2 separate regions of the Oryctolagus cuniculus genome follow, and region 1 is linked to region 2. Evidence: chromatin contacts called from public Micro-C data. All regions are on one chromosome and are shown on one strand. The core of a region is the stretch at or near the end of the contact, and the rest is flanking DNA. Distances in the headings are between cores, read along the strand shown. Region 1 overlaps ABCC1 (ATP binding cassette subfamily C member 1 (ABCC1 blood group)). Region 2 holds the start of ABCC1 (ATP binding cassette subfamily C member 1 (ABCC1 blood group)).

Evidence for each region. Hi-C and Micro-C count contacts between places; a contact is called where the count stands out from the background.
Region 1: a contact with region 2 is called in a Micro-C map of ear pinna, with 2.2 times the contacts expected there. The contact joins the enhancer-like site here to the promoter of ABCC1 in region 2. A contact is called at or near these places in 3 of 6 Hi-C or Micro-C datasets (ear pinna, psoas muscle and an unstated tissue).

What each region holds. Positions count from the first base shown.
Region 1 is chr19:19,284,606-19,287,305 of mOryCun1.1, forward strand. All of the region lies in intron 5 of ABCC1 (ATP binding cassette subfamily C member 1 (ABCC1 blood group)), which reads left to right. Among named protein-coding and RNA genes, the nearest start is that of ABCC1, 54 kb to the left of the region's middle. Within about 2 kb of position 1,301, at least 4 of the 8 cell types and tissues checked have an H3K27ac peak or open chromatin away from gene starts, as enhancers often do. A contact at or near this core is called in ear pinna, where this site is marked.
Region 2 is chr19:19,230,829-19,233,528 of mOryCun1.1, forward strand. ABCC1 (ATP binding cassette subfamily C member 1 (ABCC1 blood group)) reads left to right here and starts at 1,407. Exons shown (of 31, transcript XM_051847486.2): 1 at 1,407-1,593. The coding sequence starts at 1,546. LOC103348573 (a long non-coding RNA gene) reads right to left here and starts at 1,332. Exons shown (of 4, transcript XR_011384670.1): 1 at 1,120-1,332.

The DNA of each region.
Region 1 (2,700 bases), core at 51-2,550, 54 kb after region 2:
AGCTGGCGTCCTAGAGTGAGCGTTCCGAGGGAGAGACAGCACCAGGCGGAAGCTGCACCACTTGTTTATTTTCCAGAGACAGAGGTGGACAGGTGGACAAGAGTGAGCTGCCGTCCCCTGGTTCTTCCCCACAAATGCTTGTAACCACTGGGGCTGAGCCAGGCACCCCAGTATGGGATGTGGGTATCTTAGCCAGGAGCTCAACCGTCACAACAGACGCCCACTCCACTGTATGACTTCGTGACCGAGTTCCAGAAGTCGCACCGTGTCCCTGCAGCCACGCTCCGTGGTCAGGGCGGTCACACAGATCTGCCCGGTGTGATGGGGGAGGGGGAGACATAGACCCTGCCTCTAGAAGGGGGGCAGCCCGAGGTGGGTAGGTGGGGGGCAGTGGTAATGTTCTGGCCATCTTTGGGAAATAGATCATTCGCGTGTACCTGCTCAGGGGCTTGGGTCCCATTGGGAAACAGCCGCTAACCAAGCCGGCAGAGGAATAACCACACAGCTGCCGTGGGGATGCAGGCGGGGCAGGTGGGATCAGGTAAGGCGAGGTCAGCTAGATTGATGATTTGGGGCAAGTTGTTCTTCCTTTGGTGAAGCTCGGTGTCTGCTTCCTGAACGTGGGCTGCAGCTTTATTTGCTGTTGGCTGCACTGCATCTCCTGGCCCGGCCCAGAGGCCTGTGACTTGCCGAGGGGGTGCTGCGATGGGTATCTGTCACGCTCAGGGCTCAAGTCCCAGGGGAGCCCGGAAGGTTAGGGGTGTCCGGCTCCTGCTGCTGTCCCATCGGGCAGTCAGGTGGCGCCTGACCTCCGAGCGAGTGGTTGGCCTGGGCCTGGCGTGGCAGGGTCAGGTGGGGCCGCTGCCCTGTGCTGAGTCACCAAGTGGGCTGGCCGCCCCCGCTGGCCCTGCACCCACTGCGTGACTCAGACGGCTATTCTGGGCCTGGCCTGGCGTCTGGGTGGGGCTCCTCCCATCTGTCCTTCGGGGAGCCAGGCTATGGCTGGCTACGCCTCCCGGGGCTTTCCTGGGGCTCCTGTCAGCCCCAGCCTCCCATCCCTTTCTCTGGCCGATGCTGAGGCTGCTCCTCCTCCGAGGAGGTCGATGGATCAGGGGCACAGAGGCCACGTGAGGTCACTTGGTAGGTCCCTGCCATTCCAGGAGGTGTCCTTGGGCTAGCAGCGTGGGCTGGGCATCCCCCAGGGACTTGTTAGAAATGCAGCATCTTGGGCCCCACCTCAGACCTGCGGATACCCCTCCACCCCCGCCCCTGCAGATTCATGGTTCAAAACACTGATTGATTCAGTAGAAGCTGCTCAGCTCCTTGGCGTAAGAGGGGTTTTCCCACGAAAATCCAACACAGTAAGTCCTTGCAGCCTCAGTTAGCGCTGGTTCTGACCCACATCTGTCCGACGGGCCACCTGGCTAGTCTGACGTCTGAAACTTAGGCTGGGAAACGTGCTAGTGCCCTTCACCTCCTAAGTCGTGAGCCAGACTTCAGTGTCTCTCTACATCCTGTCTTTTCCCCTTACAACAAAAGGTCCATCCAGCGGCATTCCTGACCTCAGGTTACAGTGTGATGGGCTTTGATCTGTGACTCCCTAAAACCTCTGCCGGGATACAGAGCCTTACGGGGAAGGGAGGAAGTTCCCCGGGGTCTGTTCTCGGTTCCCCCTCCTCGGCTCACCCCCCACACCCTGCCCACAGAGAGCCTGGTCTTGGACCATGATTCAGGCTCCTCCCTGATCGTTCCTCCTCTCATTCATGGAGAATTCAAGGTCTTGCCAGGGGCTGAGCTGAGCTAGAGGTGAGGGACCTGGACCCTTGCCCTTGAGAGATGGGGAGGGGTGGGTGGCAGGCAGATAAGCGAACAAGTGCTGGAGGAGGCTGTGAAGGGGCTGAGCACTGGGGGGCCGTGGTGGCCAGCCTCCGGCCTGGTCCTCCGCTCAGCCTGGGGCTCCAGATGAGGAGGGAGAGACCAGGGTGGGGGGGAGGGCAGGAGGGTGCTCCTGGTTGAGGATCTGGCACGGACAAAGGCCCAGCAACAGGGTGGGACTTGGGGGAGCATGGGGGAACATGTCAGATTCTGCTGGACGGCCCAGGCATAAGTGGCAGGGTTGGGACAAGCCCGGGGGCCGAGGGTGAGCGGTCTGGGGAGAACAGTGCGTTGTTGTCATGTTTGGGGATGGGAACGCCCACCTGGCTGTGGTGGGAGCTGGTGAGAGATGGTGGGACACCGTGACACCCATGCCGTGGGCTGTGTGTTGGCGACTTCCTCGGGCCAGTTTGGTGGCCCTGAGAAAGCTGTGCAGGAACCCAGGCAGACTAGGACTCTGACTCTGTGCATAGCAAGAGGAAACGGACAGGTGCGTGGGAACAGGTTCGGGGTGTGTGCTGCAGCCCTGGGCGGGGAGGTGCCGTGCTCAGCTGGCTACCGACAGAGCAGGCTCTGGTGTTTCAGGGGCATCTGCTTGTTCTGGCCGCCCTGCCCAGTGCCGAGGATAGCAGGGCAGCAGCTCTGTGCCCCTGGCTTCTGTAGCCATTTATCTGATCCTCGCAGCAACCAGGTGAGGCAGGTGGCCAGGGCCCCCACCCCCGGGGAGCTTGAGAAGACCCTGCCGTTCCTGGTGCTCCTTGGGCCTTTGTGGTTCTGCTCTGGGGTCCTCCCCTGCCTGCCTTCCTGTGGCCCTGGGGCTGTGCA
Region 2 (2,700 bases), core at 157-2,656:
CTTCTGTATCTTCACTTTATTTTACCCTTTTCTTTATGCTATTACTTGTTATCAGCTGCCCCATCTGCCTTTCTCTCTGGATTCCTGCCACCTGGGCCATCTTCAATACACTCCAAGGACTCTCTTGGAGAGTCCCACCTCTTTAAGTTCTATAAGAACAACAATTTTGTCTTGCTGCTGGCAAGACCCTGACATATACTCAGTAAATACCTGTTGAATGTATACATGCGAAGCCCACTCAGCCTTAGGGGGACCTGGGCCAAGGAGACAAAACCACAGAAAATAGTAGCCCTGCGTGAGAGAGACTCGGATGCAGACCCTGGCCCCGTTTTTGTGTGGGGCACCAGACATCAGGCAGGGGATTGAGGAAGAGGGGAGGCAGGGAAGCAGGGGTCGGGGCAGGGCAGCCCCACCATTTGGCCTGGTCCGGGCAAGGTGGACTCGAAATTCAATACACCTGCAGCGGGCTGTTCTAAGTTGATCATTTTGTATGGCCTGGGAATAAAGTTATAAATATTCCAGATGGCCCTGGGAGACGCTCAGGACTCGGCCCCAGGCCTGGGTGTGTCTCTGGCTGCCTGTGTACTGAACAATCCTGACGCAATGACATAGGGGCATTGGCGTCACGGCTTCCTGAGACCCCCTCCCCATGCAGCTTCCCTGGGTTCAAAGTCTGGCTCAGCCCCCTTCATCTAACCAAGCTCCGACAAACGGCTCTGCCTCTCCAAGCCTTACAGTGTATCCGCCACGTGGGGATAACACCCTCACTTACCTGGGGGGGAGGGGGGAGCGCCGTGAGGAACCACACCCTTCTGCTCCTTTATTGCTGAGCTGAGGATCAACAACCAGCCCCTTCCCCCGTGGTGCTCAAAGAGGGCCCAGGAGCGGCGCAGGTGCTCTGAGCACAGGTGGGGTCAGCAGGTGTTTGGAGTGGCTTCGGGCAGAATCCTGTGTGACCTTGGCCACGTGGCTTCACCTCTCTGAGCCTCAGTGCCTCCCTGTGCAGCGCGTACACGAGTGAGAGCCTCCCCACTTCTCTGCCACGTTTGGGTACAAATCCCAGCCTCCCCGCAGTTGCCGGCCGGGAGACCCCCCCCACCCCCAGGAAAGGCGCTGCACCTGCTTCGCTTCCATCGGGGTGAGCGGCGAGGGTCAGCCCGCGACGCACGCGGCGCTTGGCACACGCTCCCAGAGGGTCTTTTCTCTGCTGGGCACGCACGGTGGGAGCCAGACAGGACTCCCAGCCCCCGGGGGACACGTAGATCCCAGCCGCCCCAGCGCGCCGGGCAGCGCCAAGGGTCCCGGCGCCGTCCGCGCTGCCCACGCCGGGCCGCGTGAGGTGAGCCGGGCGCCCGGGCGGGGCGGGGCGGGGCGGGGCCGCCGCATCCCCGTGACGCGCGGGCCAACCAGGCGGCGTTGCGGCTCCGGCTCCCTCCGCCGCCGCTGCCGCCCGCCTTCCCGCCGCCGCCAGCAGCAGCAGCAGCCGGGCCCGTCCGCCCGCCGCCCCGAGCCCGCCGCCTGCCGCCCGCCGCCCGCGCCGGCCGCATGGCGCTCCAGAGCTTCTGCAGCGCCGAGGGCTCGGACCCCTTCTGGGTACGTGCTGGGCGGCCGCGTGGGGCCGGCGGGCGGAGGGAGGCCGGCGGGCTGCGAGCGAGGCCGGCTGGCGAGGGGAAGCGCCGGGCCCGCGCCCTGCAGCCGGCCTGGGGGGCCCGGGCCCCTTCGGGGGCCGGGGACGGGGGGGAAACTTGGGCGACTCGGTTGCCAGGAAGCAGGGCTGGCGGGGTGGGGGTGCGGGCAGGCGTGAGCCCTATTTGGGGGGCAGGGCCTGGGCGGGAAGGAGGCTTGTGTGTTTTGGGGTTCCCTTCCAGGAGACTAGGGGTTACAAAGTCACCTTCCCAGGACGTGGTGGGGGGGACTCTGGAGACGGGGCAGTTAAAGGAGGTGTCCCCTGGCTCTGCTCGCCCATCTCTTTTGTGGGTGAGGGTCTCCCCTTTGAGCAGAATACCCCGGGGTGAGCCAGGCCGGGACGGTAGACAAGGACTTCCCACCGAGCGGGCTGGGGCTTGGCCTGTCACCCCCGGGTTTGACATCGCCCTGCTCCCCTGTGGTTTCATGTTGTCATCGTTTCTTTTCTGTCTCTGCTTACATACTGCCCGGGGAAGTTCAGGGCAGCAGGGGAAAAGGTGAGGGAAGAAGTGGGCTGCCTCGGGGTCAGGGTGCAGCCAGGGGGAGCCCGGCACGCGCCGCCCAGCCCTCTGGGCTTGACTCCCCCCAGGCGGGTTTCTCTGAGACCGGAGGCGCCGGGTCCTCTCAGTCCACTTGCTGTGGCTCGAGCCCCAGCGCTTGGAGCTTCCGTGTCCCTCTAATGCGATTTATTCCTCTGCTCCAGGAGGGGGCACTTGGGGCGTCAGGCTGTCTCGATTGTTGGTAAACACAGCAGGCCAAATCTGAACTTGGTCGTTTGTCTCCTTTTGCTTAGGAACCAGGGAGAACACGCTTGGCTCTTAGGAGTGGGTGGTTGGCACCCAGAAGTACCCTTTCCCCGCAGGCTGCGGGGGGTGGGCCAGGGTGCTCTCAGGACCTTGCTGGCAGGCTGTGTGTTTTTTTTGTTTTTTTTTTTTTGGGGGGGGGGGTGTCGTTTGGGCTGAGGCAGCTGCATGCCCTTGGCCACATCTGTTGTCCTGAAGGTAGCCAGGTTGC